Linked DNA regions of Mus musculus: all the other regions are linked to region 3. The links are chromatin contacts, called in public HiChIP or PLAC-seq and promoter capture Hi-C maps. All regions are on one chromosome and are shown on one strand. Each heading gives the region's core, a stretch centred on a gene start, on an enhancer-like site or on the middle of the called end of the contact. The rest is flanking DNA. Distances are from core to core; before and after follow the strand shown.

What was found. Promoter capture Hi-C pulls out the DNA fragments that hold promoters and counts their contacts. HiChIP or PLAC-seq counts read pairs in DNA pulled down with a chosen protein or histone mark.
Region 1: an HNF4G HiChIP or PLAC-seq map of pancreatic cancer cells shows a contact between it and region 3. The contact joins the promoter of Hmg20a here to the promoter of Fbxo22 in region 3. A contact is called at or near these places in 3 of 39 promoter capture datasets (erythroid cells, liver and pre-B cells) and 1 of 115 datasets of contacts at active chromatin or transcription factors (pancreatic cancer cells).
Region 2: a contact with region 3 is called in a promoter capture Hi-C map of erythroid cells, with 27 times the contacts expected there. The contact joins the promoter of Man2c1 here to the promoter of Fbxo22 in region 3. A contact is called at or near these places in 2 of 39 promoter capture datasets (erythroid cells and liver).

What each region holds. Positions count from the first base shown.
Region 1 is chr9:56,416,448-56,420,640 of GRCm38.p6, forward strand. Hmg20a (high mobility group 20A) reads left to right here and starts at 2,172. Exons shown (of 10, transcript NM_025812.3): 1 at 2,172-2,484. It overlaps Peak1 (pseudopodium-enriched atypical kinase 1), which reads right to left and starts at 1,603. Exons shown (of 7, transcript NM_172924.3): 1 at 1,494-1,603.
Region 2 is chr9:57,129,219-57,133,775 of GRCm38.p6, forward strand. Man2c1 (mannosidase, alpha, class 2C, member 1) reads left to right here and starts at 1,559. Exons shown (of 26, transcript NM_028636.2): 1 at 1,559-1,671; 2 at 1,941-2,063; 3 at 2,314-2,437; 4 at 4,304-4,374. The coding sequence starts at 1,571. It overlaps Man2c1os (mannosidase, alpha, class 2C, member 1, opposite strand), which reads right to left and starts at 2,072. Exons shown (of 2, transcript NR_102289.1): 1 at 1,331-2,072; 2 at 764-909.
Region 3 is chr9:55,207,316-55,212,163 of GRCm38.p6, forward strand. Fbxo22 (F-box protein 22) reads left to right here and starts at 1,620. Exons shown (of 7, transcript NM_028049.2): 1 at 1,620-1,873; 2 at 2,038-2,176. The coding sequence starts at 1,737. Ube2q2 (ubiquitin-conjugating enzyme E2Q family member 2) reads left to right here. Exons shown (of 13, transcript NM_180600.3): 13 at 1-214.

The sequences.
Region 1 (4,193 bases), core at 922-3,421, 1.2 Mb after region 3:
AAGGCTATTAACTCCTAACTTGGAAGCCAAGAAAATGTACCTCACCTGCAATTATAGTTTACTGAAAAAGTCACCAAAGAAAGTGCCAGGCACTTTGGAAAGTAATTAGGGTAGTCAGTGAATTGAAAGATCTAAAATGCTCTGAGATTACAAAAGAAGCCATCATGAAGTGAGTATCCAAGATTGCTCATGGAAAGTTTTACCCTTGTGGATAATTCAAGTTTGGGCTTTCTGGGTTTTTTTTTTTTTTTCCTCTTTGCAGAGAGCAATATGTGTTCTCTTGACTACATACTTAATTTGCCAAGGTAGATAAAGGGAGGACAGTGTGGCTGAAAAAAAAAAAGAGAAAGAAAGAAAAGAAAGAGAAAGAAAGAAAAAGATCAAGTCAACAGATAGGCCACCAAACAGAATACTCAAAGCAATTCCGACTCAGGTGAAAAAGCAGTTCATGCACATCATCCAGTGGCTTAAAAATAGTCTTTTATGTAAGTCACCAAGTATTTAATTGAGAGTGTACTCTTACCACATTCAACAGAGGCAAAGAAAAATGTACTGGGTTTTCTATAGTAAGGCCAATAAAGATGAAATCATAGTTTTCCTCTAACTCATCTCTATCCTTCAACACCAGCCATCCAATAACTCCATTCCACAGCTCTGGTTCCTCAATTTGGGTCCTTAAAAACTGGACTGCAGACATGGGGCCTGGGGGAGGGGGACTGGAGGGCGGACTACTCTTTGATATTGCTCTCAGCAGTCCTTAATGAAGTCCAAGAACAAAATCAAGCTCTCCAACAAATGGAGCATAAGATGGGGGATAACGAGAAGGGGACCCAATTCAGATGGGTAGTCCTCTTCGAAGGAGGAAAGGAAATTGGCAAGAACCCATAAGCCAAAGGGCAAAGAAAAACAAATGTCTAACCCAGCCTCTCAAAATCCCAAACCCCTAAGCAACCTAGGAAGCCTGCGCACATTAGGGGCTCCCTGGCCAGAGCGTAAAGTGAGCAGGCACAGAGCCACCGGTTCCGTCCTGACTGCTGAGGCAAGGCTGAGCCTGATCCTCCAAAGTCTGGGAGTGAGGCGACCATACAGACTAGGCAGAAGCCCTTCTTGCCCCAGCCTCCACATCTCCAGCTCCTCTAAGGCTTCACTTTCCCCTGGAGCCTCGCAGCCCAGCCCCGGGAAGTCCCTAGCCGCCAGGTTCCAACTTTCCCTCCTCTGGGGGGCGCCGCGCTCCCGGGACCATCGCAGCCAGGGTAACGAGGCCTGGGCCGGTGGGGGGCATGAGAGGGCTCGCGGCGCCCGCGGGGCGCGTGGGTGGCCGGGGCACTGCAGCCCGCGCCCCGCAGGACGCACGGGCTGCCGAGCCCCTGCGGCGCCACCCAGTCCCGATCCCCCCTAGGTCCGCGTCCTCACCTCTCGGCGACCCTGGCCCCATAAGCCAGCGCGTGTGGGAAAGGGACCGGAGGGTACGTGGGCAACCCTGCCCCCGTTACCTGAGGGGAGCACAAGCCGTTGCGATATTCAGCATTGCCTCCTGTCCCGTCCCCTTTCTGGTGATCGCGGCCGCCTCCACCGAGCAACTGACACAACTAACTAACTACTCGCGGCCGCGGAGTCCACAGCGCGCTCCCGGCCGCTCTCCGTCCGCCCAGCCCACCAGTCCGCTCGCTCCTCCCAACCCTGCACGCCGCCCCGCCGCGCGCACCCTTGCCGCTTCACTTCTTCAGACCGCGCGCGCTCGCCCGCGCGTGCCCGCACCAAACCTCGGCGGTCTCCGAGCTCTACTCTCAGCCCCATGGGAGGAGTTGACAAGAGGCCACGCCTCCCTGAGTGCCAATATCCGGAGAACACGAGCTAGAGAAAGTCTGATTGGCTGAGGGGTGGAGCCAAAGCCAGGGGGCGGGGCGGCAGGGACCTTGAGTCCATGTGACGGGGAATTTGGGTTCAATTAAACGCCAGTGGAAAGAAACAGCGCAGATTTGGATTTTTTTCGGGGCCGAATCACCTTAAGTCAGCCATTCGTCTAGTACAGAATAACTATCCTCTAAGAGTCCAGTATACAGTAATTAAAATTTAAGTCCCACTATTTTTTGAGAGCCTTAGCAATGAAAATGAAAACTACATTTCCCAAGAACCTTCGCGAAAGTGTGTCTCACCTTGCGTGGTCACGTAGTCCTTCGCCGCATTGGGCAAAATAATCCCTTCATTTCTCTGAAAGTATCGGGTATAACATTTCACGTCTCTCCTCAACGGAACAATTCTCAGTATTACCACGTTAAAAGAAGTTACCTATCTGGAGGTGACTAAGTGATTAGGTAAAGAGTAAGAAAAGACACCAAAATAAAGTACTGCGGAGGAATTTCTGTCAAGCTGTGAGACGACGGAGTGAAGAGTGAAGGCGATTGCGAGGGGCTGAGGGAATTGTCCTCTGTGCAAGGGACTTTCATTAGTCCCCAGGCCCCTGCCTGCTCCTGCCGTCAGCAGGTTAGTAAGCAAGACGAGCATGGGGGTGGCAACAGTCGAGATGTCCTTCCCCCTTTGAAGATCATCCTTCTTTTGCTGCTGCTGTTATTGGTTTGTCTTGGTTTAAGGCCCACTGAATGGGGGCGCCTCACTTCCGGTTGGGGGAAGGGAGACATGCTGTCATAGGGGAGGGGGAACTGTAACTCACTTCCTGTGGGGGTAGGATGATGTTTGGGGGGTGTCCAAGCCACTTCCCGTGTTGATGAGAGCCAGAAAAGGTGTTGGTTTGTGCCATTCTCAGAGAGAGTTCCTACAGCCTTGGGGTTGTATTTTCACGTCACAAGTTCGGTTATTTCCCCAAATTATGATAATCACCAGGCCACGATCAGAATTTATGTATTTTGTTTCTGTGTGTAAATTGGAAAATCTCTCCCCAGCAAGATTGTCTTAATGCTGTCTCCAAAGAATTTTAAACACCTTGTTAAAATTCTCTGCAAGATTACATACTTTGTTATGTGACTTGTGAATTGCCCACCCTTGCACCCAAGTCAAGCTTGTCCTTAACTGAGTGAAGTAGTGTAGGCTCTACCTAGACACGGAACAGGAGCTCCTTAGCCGCTCTTTTAAGGAGGTAGTTTATAAGTTAGAGTACCGAATAGTTCACACAAATTACAGGGCATTTTCATGTTTGCAGAGGGAGAGAGTGTCATGCTGCAGTACTCCGATTTGATGTTACCGTAATAAAGGGCACTAATGTGTTACATACTTAGAACTGTTCCTTTAGGACTTAAGGATTCACCTCATGCTGGAGAAGACATCATCCACTTTAGTGTTGTTTTCATGTAGCTTTCTTGGGATGTTTATGAAAGATGCATTTTATGGTGTCTCCCCGTTTGTAATTTGAGTTTGTTACTGATTGAAAAATGAGGTCTATTTATGGTTTTAAAACCTGGCCAAAGGATGGCAAGTTCAGTGACGTACTGAGTGAGAGGAAAATGTCTCGGGAAGAACTAAAGATGAGGCAGACAGAACTTTCTGGTTTTCTATATTCTGCTTAAAACACACACACACAAACAAATAAGAAACTATATCTGAAGTAATAAGCAACTATTTTGATTCCTTGCAACACAGTATACAAGTGTATGTTTGTTGGCAGAATCAGTGTATTTGGAATGGTTTTTTAAAAACTTTGGCTATCAGGTGAACCTAAAATTGCATTGTCTTCCAATATTAAGGTGCATGTATTTCTAATTTCATAGTTTGCACTTACAATAGAAAATATTTTAAACTAAATGTGAAAATAAAAATACTTTAACCTTAACATGAACATTAAAAAAATATTCTTGGTCATTCTAGAAACACCAGGACTGGCACACATATGTGCTCACAGAGACTGTAGCAGCAGGCACAGAGCTGCACAGGTCTACACCACATGGAGTCCTAGAGCAGAAAAGAGAGGTAGACACATGTGCCCATCCCTAACCCAGAAGCTATCTCCAATTTATAGCCATTTACAAATGAAAAATTACTTTTCTCCAAAGTAGTCTCACTGAAGAAACGCTCTTAAGGGTAGGCCCCATGGCCATCACAATATGAACTCAGCAAATCTTTGGAGGTTCCATGTATTTTTTTCTTTAACCTTATGTTTTTTGTGTAAATGTTATGGCTTCCAATTTGGGTTTAGGGTGTGTCTCTGCATCTATGAGTTTTGTGTGCTTTTTCTTTGGCTC
Region 2 (4,557 bases), core at 309-2,808, 1.9 Mb after region 3:
TTCGACAGCCATCACCTAGCAAGTCATAACCAGGTATTTTATCTTCCATTTAAAAATCCTCAGTCCTGGGGTCAGTGAGATGGCTCAGCTGGGTATGGTTCTTGCCACTAAGCCTAAAGACCTGAGTTTTGAGCCCCAGGCCCCACATATCCCACCCCCAACCAAATAAATTGTAACAATGTTTTTAAAATCCCCAACACCACCATAAAGAAAAATAATTTGACTTCTAGGTTTTCAAAAGGTGGCACAGTCCTTTAATCCCAGCACTTGGGAGGCAGAGGCAGGGGGATTTCAGAGTTCAAGGCCAGTCTGGTCTACAAAGTGAGTTCCAGGACAGCCAGGGCTTATACAGAGAAACCATGTCTTGAAAAAAAAAAAAAAAAAAAACTCATGAATTTTGCCTTGGACTCCTGAATTCTGGGAATACAGGTGTGTGTCACCATATCCTGCTTTTAGGGTGTTTTTCTCATAGGAGGACAAGGAAACTTGGAAGTAATCAAGCCTAATGGGAAAATGTAGGGCAGTGGCTGAGGCAGCATGCCAGGAAGAAAGGGTCTGGCTTCCTCAGCTATGGTTCACCTCTCCCCCTCTATTTCCTTAAGACTGCTGGCCTAGAAGGATGGGGAGCATGGGTCTGACCAGCAGCAGCCTTGGCAGTTGCTACCTATGTACTATGTACTGCACCTCCCTGCAGGTCAGGGTAAGATTTCAGGGCCCTTTTAGGAGAAAAAGTCCTTGTGACCAATAAAACAAGGGACTTTGCTCAAGTTTTGACAAGTTATTTTAATTGGCATTGTATATTTCTTACTTGATCATTTTTCTGGGTAACCTGCATTTGGAATGTAAACCTGGTTATTTCCATTAAAGCAGGCTAGTTAGATTCCTCCTGTATTATTTTCTTCCAGACTCCTGCAAACGTTAAAGCTGGAGGTTAGCATTCAAACTTCCTTGCACTTGTTGACCTGCGTTAGATCAAAATTCTGGACATTGGGGTAATGGGCAACGGTGATGCATGTAATGTAATGGAGGATTACTGGTGTGCAAAGCCCCTTTTCTGTATTTCTGAAAACACCCGAAGTAGCCTTGCGCTTTTCATATTATGCAGTTACCAATGCTTGAGTAAGTGAAGAGAATGGAAAACTAAACCTTTCCCATGCCCTTCCAGGGGTTCCCTCCCTAGCCCTTCCTTCAGAATACCAAGTAGCTCAGGCTGTACTCAAAGGCGCTACATTGTCGCAGATTACTCCAATTTACACTTCCTGGTCTGTGAACTTTGTGCATCCTAGGCAAGCACTCTCCCTACCGAACCACACCACCAGCTCAAACTTACCATTGTATTTTAAAATAATTTACCCAGCTGTCTGACAGCAAGGCTGAGGTGAGAACCGCGAAGGCTCAGCTTCCGGGTTTCACTGGGAGGCTCCCCAGAGCCAGCCTCTTGCAAAAGCCGTGGTGTTCCCAGAAAAGCTGCTCGGGTCTGTAAGCTGGTTGGATGCCGGAACCTTTGGTTCCAAGCGGTGCAACGAGCCGGCAGCACCAAGGATCTTCCGGGGAGGGAAGGCGCATCGCCATGGCGGCAGCGCCGTTCTTGAAGCACTGGCGCACCACTTTCGAGCGGGTGGAGAAGTTCGTGTCCCCGATCTACTTCACCGACTGTAACCTTCGCGGCAGGTGTGGTCCTTGGCCTACCACACCCGCGCGCTCTCCCCTTCCCTTCCGGAGGGAAACCCAGGCCGTGGCCAACCGGGCCGCGGAACAAAGTTCCCGCCACTGCCAGGCCAGGGGCTGGGGAGCGAACGGTAGAGGTTGGTCTGTGCTGCTGAGCTGCCAGGCAGTCCTCACGGCCTTAGCCAAGGGAGAGCGTTTCCCCAGCCATCCGCTGGCTCACGGGTGGGACAGGGGCGGCTTCGAGCATGCGCCCATCAGCTGCTCCTGCCCAGGCTCTTCGGGGACAGCTGCTCGGTGACACTCTCCAGCTTCCTGACGCCCGAGAGGCTTCCCTATGAGAAGGCGGTGCAGCAGAACTTCAGCCCTGCGCAGGTCGGCGACAGCTTCGGACCCACGTGGGTAACGCCCAGTTTGGCGAAGCTCCGCCCCACGACCAAACCCTAGTCTGCTAGATAGCAGAGTGGCGCCCTCTGCTGAGAGAAGCTCCTTTATCCTTCGGCGTCTTCACTTGAGTATTTTCATCCCTGCTGCCTCTCCCCCTTTCCCTTTATTCTTTGACCATTTCTCTGATGCTGCACATGCATGGAGAACATCTTAAAGCCGAGGGTTTCCACTCCTAGGCCCATCAAAATGGCTCTCTTACAGATGGTGGACCTGCTGGTTTCGGGTAGAACTGGTCATCCCTGAAGTTTGGGTGGGCCAGGAAGTTCATCTTTGCTGGGAAAGCGATGGAGAAAGCCTTGTCTGGCGTGATGGGGAACCTGTCCAGGTGAGGTGTCCTCTCTTAGAGCCAGATACTGCCACAGATTAGCCTGGTTTTTGGAGAAGCCACAGCTGAATGAATGGGTCTCCAGAGTAATTTCATGATTTCGGAACTGAGGAAATTGCCAGTGTTTAGACACACCCGAAGAGGTTATCAGATCCCATTACAGATGGTTGTAAGCCACCAGAATTTGGACACCAGTGTTATAAATCCCCAGTTTTCATAAGCTAGTTTTATTGTGTATAGTACATATGTATTGGGGGAAACTTCAAATCATTCTAAAATGATATAAAGTAAGGTATTAAGTTATCTTCCCATGAATAATGAATTTCTTTTAACTGCACTTCACATTCCCCAGATGTTAAATGTTAAATGTCATACCAGGTTTAATCTTTGTAATGCTATGTGATGACACTTTATATCCATTATAGATTTTAAAAAACTAAGACATTTCTTTGTTGGTCCATGCAGCTTCCGTTTCAAAGTCCAGTAACTGGGTCCTAAAAGAAGTCAGAGCCCTAGCCGGGCGTGGTGCTGCACGCCTTTAATCCCAGCACTCGGGAGGCAGAGGCAGGTGGATTTCTGAGTTCGAGGCCAGCCTGGTCTACAAAGTGAGCACCAGGACAACCAGGGCTATACAGAGAAACCCTGTCTCGAAAAAACAAAAAAACAACAAAAAAAAAACAAACAAACAAAACAAAACAAAAAAAAGAAGTCAGAGCCCTATCCAACTTTCTTCTCTTCGATGGCACCCACCTAACTGAACACTGAGGATGAACCAATCTATCTCAAACTCCTTGGGCTTCTTTTTTAATTAATATAACCCAGAACCACCACAAATTCTAGACAAATGTTCTCACCACTGAGCTAATCCATCTCCCACCTCCCGTTTAATTCGAGAAAGGGTCTTGCTGAATGATCCCTGATAGTAGCCTTGATCTTGTTATTCTCTACCATGGACCTCCCAAGTAGCTAGAATTATAGACCTGTATTAATATATCTGCCTCACTCCATGGGGTTTTCTTTTATATATTCATGGGTAAAAAGGCTACCAGAGGGGGTTGGAGAGATGGCTCAGTGGACTGACTGCTAAGAGCACTGACTGCTCTTCCAGAGGTCCTGAGTTCAAATTCCCAGCAACCACATGTGACTTACAGCCATCTGTAATGGGATCTGATGCTCTATTCTGGTGTGTCTGAAGACAGCATACAGTGTACCAATACATACATTAAATAAATAAATCTTAAGAAAGAAAAGCTACCAACCAGGCCTCCTAATCCCTGCCCAAGATCCTTCCCATAAGACCATCTGTAGGGACCTTGAAGTTAACCCAAGACACCCCAATTCAGGTTCTTTGCACAAATGAAATTGATTTGTTTCAGAGGGCAGAGAATAAGAGACAAAGACAGGAGACCGAGGACAAGGGAGAAGGGAAAGAGGTGTTTGTCCCAGAAGACAAAGGTCTAAGAAAATGGCAGTCTATAAAGCTACAAGAAGAAAGCCTATGTTGGGATGAGGTGGTCTAATCCCAAATAAGAGAATAGACCTTGGTGGCTAGCTTTAGGGATGTAATCTAGCAGTTTTACAAGGCAGAAGGAAGTGGGAAGAAGGGCAAGGCCTGCCATAGCCGTGCTTGCCGAGCTCCAGCTCCCCAGAGTCCCTTCACCACTGCTAGCAAACATAAACTGCGTGCTGGTCACCGATGGGTGGAACACTTGCTACCAAGGTTCCCTGATTACTTTATCCTAGCCTTTCCTGGTATCGGTGATTCAGGGCAGGGCAGCTGGATGGCAGAGCCTGGCCCTCATTGGCTTTACTCGACCTTCGAATTTTCTAATGGCCTCAAGCCCGGTCTTCTCTTTTCTCTACCAGGGTTTGACCAAAGAAGGCGAAAAGACCAGTTATGTCCTGAGCGAGAGGCTGCGAGCATCAGACCCTCGGAGGTAAGCATCCGCTTACACAGATGTGTTCACATAAGTGAAATCTTAATATCTCCTTTCTCGTGGTAAATATAAAAGAACATGGGGAAATTAATTACTCCTATTATCCTTCTACCAGGGATGACCATCTTTTTTTTTTTTTTTTTTTTTTTTTTTTTTTTTTTTTTTTGGTGTTTGGAGACAGGG
Region 3 (4,848 bases), core at 370-2,869:
TTAAGTTCCTTATGCCTAAGGCAAAATCTTGAATACATTATTGAATTCTAATTTCCTAATGGCTAGCAGATTGACAGCTGCACATTTGGCATGCTTTGGGGTTGGGTTTTTTTTTTTTTTTGATTTTATTTTTCATTGCAGATTTATTTGGCAATGTACAGTAAATTTTGTAAACTTGCATCAAGTTTATGAATAAAGAACCATTTAAAAATCAGTTTGTCACCTTTCCCTCTTATGAGATGCTATAATTCAGGCGTCTATAGGCTCTATATTGAATTTCTAGTGTAGGCTGTTTAAAGAGAAGATGGGGTGTGGGGAGGTTTCAGAAGTGGAGATGAAGATACTGAGAGGGATAGGGAACCTAGAATTGGTGTGTACACACATAGTGTATTCAGTTTTTCTTTAACCATTCCCTTACTGCGTTCTTTAAATTCAAATACATGTGGGTTTCTAGTGCTGTTTTAATTAATGTCTCTAATGTTCTTAGGGTACTATTAGCACAGTTCCTCTTGTACACTCAAGGCCTCTATACACACCACTATCTGTAGATCTCATCAGAATCTCAGCAGAAGGAAAGCCTTTTCTTTCCTTGACTGAAATTCCTGTGCCAGTTTCATGTTTGGTTTGAATGTTATGTCTCCATGTACAGCCTCCCTACTTCATTCAGAAACAGTTGTTTTTTCTGAAGGTTGCCTTAGCTGAGGAAATGTTCAGAAGTCCTCCTCTTAAACATACTGACCCTTGGTGTTCATTCCCTAGTCGTCATAACATGTTCCCGCACCCCACCCCCACCCCAACCAGTGCCTGGTGAGAAGAGTGGAGCCACAGAGCAGTTTGGAAGTTCTAGAAGTAGGATTTAGGGCTCCTGGAGAGCCCAGAGCTGCTGGGGTTTTTTATTAACGGGAAGCATTGAAGTTTTCACACATTCCCAGTGTATCGTGGTGTTTTGGAGACTGTATGATGCGTCCATGTTTGCTACTTAAGTCTTAAGGTTTCCAGAGTAAAGTGGCTGCTGCTTGTTGAGGGCTTGTTCATGTTTTTTTGTGTTATCTTACATATTTTGCAGTAGGGTCTAGATTGTTTTCGGCTTTTGACCCTCCTGCCTCCAGCTTGCTAGATGCAAACATGCATCATCTTGTCCAGCTCAAAATGTTCTAATGGGTTATCACAGTGTAAAAGATCTAGAAGCCAAAACAAGAAGCACCAGGTCAGGCCAAGTAGCTGGGGACAAAGTGCCCCTCAGTCAGGAGACAACCTATTCAGTTGAAATGAAGCAGCCTCTACTGTTCTTTCATTTGTGGTTCGGGAATGTATGGTGTTGGGCTTCATCCCCTGTGATTCTGTATGTAGCCCTGCAGGGAAGAGCCAGCAGGAGCCAAAGAATAATGGCTCCTGTGTGAAAATATCTATCTGGTTTGGCATGTGCTTTCTGTAGCAATTAATAGTGCCAAAGAATGGCGAGTGCTATTTATGTCTACTCGCTTAAAACTTAAGACCTAACGAGTTAACCAGATTGACCAAATAGTGTTTGCAGCCGGCTTAAACGCCAGGCTGCCTCCGGTCCCTTCCGGGCGGAACTGTGCAGGCCGGTGCACCGCCGCAGCGGCGTGTCCAGTACCGGAAGCGGCCCACCGGAAGTGGCGCGCGCCTGCTCAGGGAGCTCGGGTTGTAGGTGGTGCGCCGGCCGCTCCGGTACCCCTGAGACTCTGTAGGGCCTTCGGGCCGGTAGGCGAGGAATGGAGCCGGCAGGCGGCGGTGGCGGCGTCTCCTCCTCCACAGATCCGCGAAGCACCTACGTGCTGAGTAACCTTGCGGAGGTGGTGGAGCGTGTGTTTACCTTCCTGCCGGCCAAAGCGCTGCTTCGGGTAGCCGGGTGAGGGCGAATGGGGCGGGAGGAGACCTTCGTCCCGGAGGGTGGCGGGGTCGCCTCTGCCGGGACCTCTGCCCGGGTTTCCTAGTGCTTAGCTGGCGCTGCGAGGCTGCTGACGGTGGGAACCGGCCGCCCGGCGGCAACCCTTTGTGCTTTTGCATCCCCAGAGTATGCCGCCTGTGGAGGGAGTGTGTACGCAGAGTGCTGCGGACCCATCGCAGCGTGACCTGGATCTCCGCGGGTGTGGCTGAAGCGGGCCACCTGGAGGGACATTGCTTGGTGCGCGTGGTAGCTGAGGCGCTTGAGGCAAGTATGGAGTTATGCGTTGGACAGTCACTTGCAGGACTGGTGGGCCATCTTGGAGAACTTTTTAAAAAATCAAGATTGTGATACATATCCTTGCTTTCGTTAACTCGGAGAACCTATGCTCGTATTCTGGCTTTTGTAGTAAACGTCAGGTTTTGTAGGGGCGTACTGCGGTTTAGTCATTATTAGATGTTGGGCAATTGAAGTATCCAGGTGTCCACTATTACAAGGCCGTACAGAGCCTTCCTTAACTTGCCTCAATTTTGCAATGAAGGTGTTGGGTATCGCTTGCCCAGGGTCTCACACTAGAACCGGAAGAACTAAAACTTCTACCTAAATACGTAAACCACATTCCTTTTCTCATTTTTGTCCCTGGATCCAGGAGAGTCAGTGTTCAGGGAGGTGAAGACAGATTATAGAGCTGATAGATAGTGAATCTCCAGTATCTCACTGAGTGGCAGGGGCCCTCGTGAGGAAATTGCCAATTTGATGCCCTATTATCGCTTAGTATGTATAATAGGCAAATAGGAATGTTCTACTTAACCACAATATAGTCTCCACATTGGGAAGTTATCATTGATGTATGTGTCGATTCTTTTGGTGTTGAGTTTGGTTTTCAACTTGATCCAGAAAGAGGGAACTCAAGTTAAGTGCCTGCCAAAGATTGACCCGTGGACAAATCTGTAGGCCACTCTCTTGATTAATGTTTGGTGTGGGAGCCAAAGTGCCCCAGTGCTTTTCTTAAGAGCAGAAGGATTTGATTCTGTTCCCAATGAGTAACTGAAAGGCGCGCTCCTTTGGTTTGTATGTTTCTCCAACCTGACTTTCTGTACCAGCCCCAACACTTAAGAAAATTCAAGGCACAAGTTGAGTGTGACTGGGATTTATTAGATTTTTTTATCCCATTACCTTAAATTCCTTGATTTAAGAGGTGTCTGCCAGAAACTTCTGCCTTTAAATTTTCTGTCCTGTTGCAGTTAATAAGTATTTGTCTGTAGAGAAGCTTTGAAACTTACTTTTCATTCTCTTCCACTTTGTTCACACAGCACTCATACATACGCTTGGTCTCTTGTGTAGAGCTGTACCTGTTACTGTTAGACTCTCCTTGGTACTCACACAGTCTTTGTGTGGCTAGTGAGCACTCAAGCCAGTTTTATTGTCTCTTAGGGATGACCTTTCTTTTGGCACCAGTTGTCTTCAGCTTGTATTTCACCTGCTTCATTCAAGAACTTAGTAGTTTCACTAATAGTCTTGGTTTCTTTTAGTGGAGAATGGTATTTAATTTAGACTCTAAGGTCAGTACTGTGTAAGTCTACTCACTGTTTTAAGGGTTTGCTTCCTCTAGCCTAGACAGGAATATGTGTGTATGTATATGCATATGCAATTGTTCTTTGGTATTGTCAGGGTAGTCGATGCACCATATTGAATTCCACAGCTGCTCAAGTTCCTTATAAAGTGGTATAGTATTCTGTTAACCTATATTGCCCACCCTTATTTAAATTCAAATTTCTAGATTATTTATACCTCATATAAGGTATAAATGTAGACTATATTAGGAAATAAAGACAAAAAAGTTTGTAAATATAGCATAGATTCGGCCCCTCCCCCATTTTAAAAAAAAATAGCTGCATTTGACTCATTGGATGAAGAGAGAGGTGATGACTTTATGTGTGTCTGGAGCTGTATCTCTGTCAGTGCATGGGGACACATGAGTTGCCTTAGGTACATCCACTTCCTCTATGTTCATATTTACACCTCCCTTATCGTCAGTGAGAAACTTGGCTCAGAGTTCCTCCCACCCACCCCTTCTCCTCTGAGAGGGGGCCCCTCCATACATACCTCCCCCAACCCCCACCCCAAATACCATCAAGTCTCTGCCAGATTAGGTATTTCCTCTCCCACTGAGGCCAGACTAGCTAGCCTTGGAGACTGAGCTGCATGCAGTCTGCTGTGTATGTCCAGCCATGTATGTTCCTTGGTTGGTGGCTCAGTCTCTGAGAGCTCCCAGGGGTCTGGAAACCTGGCGCACTCGTGCTTCCCCCTCCTCTCTCTGTGTGTCTGTTTGTCTGCCTGCCTGCCTGCCTGCCTGCCTGCCTGCCTGTCTGCCTGTCGTGTATCTCAATATGTATACGTGTGCACATGCCCGTGGAGGCCAGAAGAATGCATTGAATCCCTTAGAGCTGATTGTGATCTATATGAACTTTGTCCTCTGAAAGAGCAGCAGTCCTCCGAAATGCTGAGCCATCTCTCCAAACCCTGGTTCTTATTTTTAGTGTGCTAGCCCTGAGTGTGGTGTCTTTTTTCCATGCTGTCTTGTGTGGGTTTTCTTCTTTGCTCTTTTGGACTCTTGGACTCACACCCAGACAGCTGGCTAGCATCTCGCTTGTCTGTTGGATTACTGTTTCTCTCTGATACATTGATCAAAACCCACAGTCCTTATTGGAGCATCATGTACAGTGAGGAAGCTTAAATCTGCAGTTTGGTAAAATAAATCATTAAATTATAAATCACAAAGTACCTTCAATGATAAGAAAATCTTGATAAAGGGGCTGGAGAAATGGCTCCGTGGTGACCGATAGTTGGCTTCTCTTCCAGAGGATCCAAGGTCATTCCCAGCATCAGGGGTCACAGCTGCCTACAGCTACAGCTGGTTTCTGAGGGCACACACACAC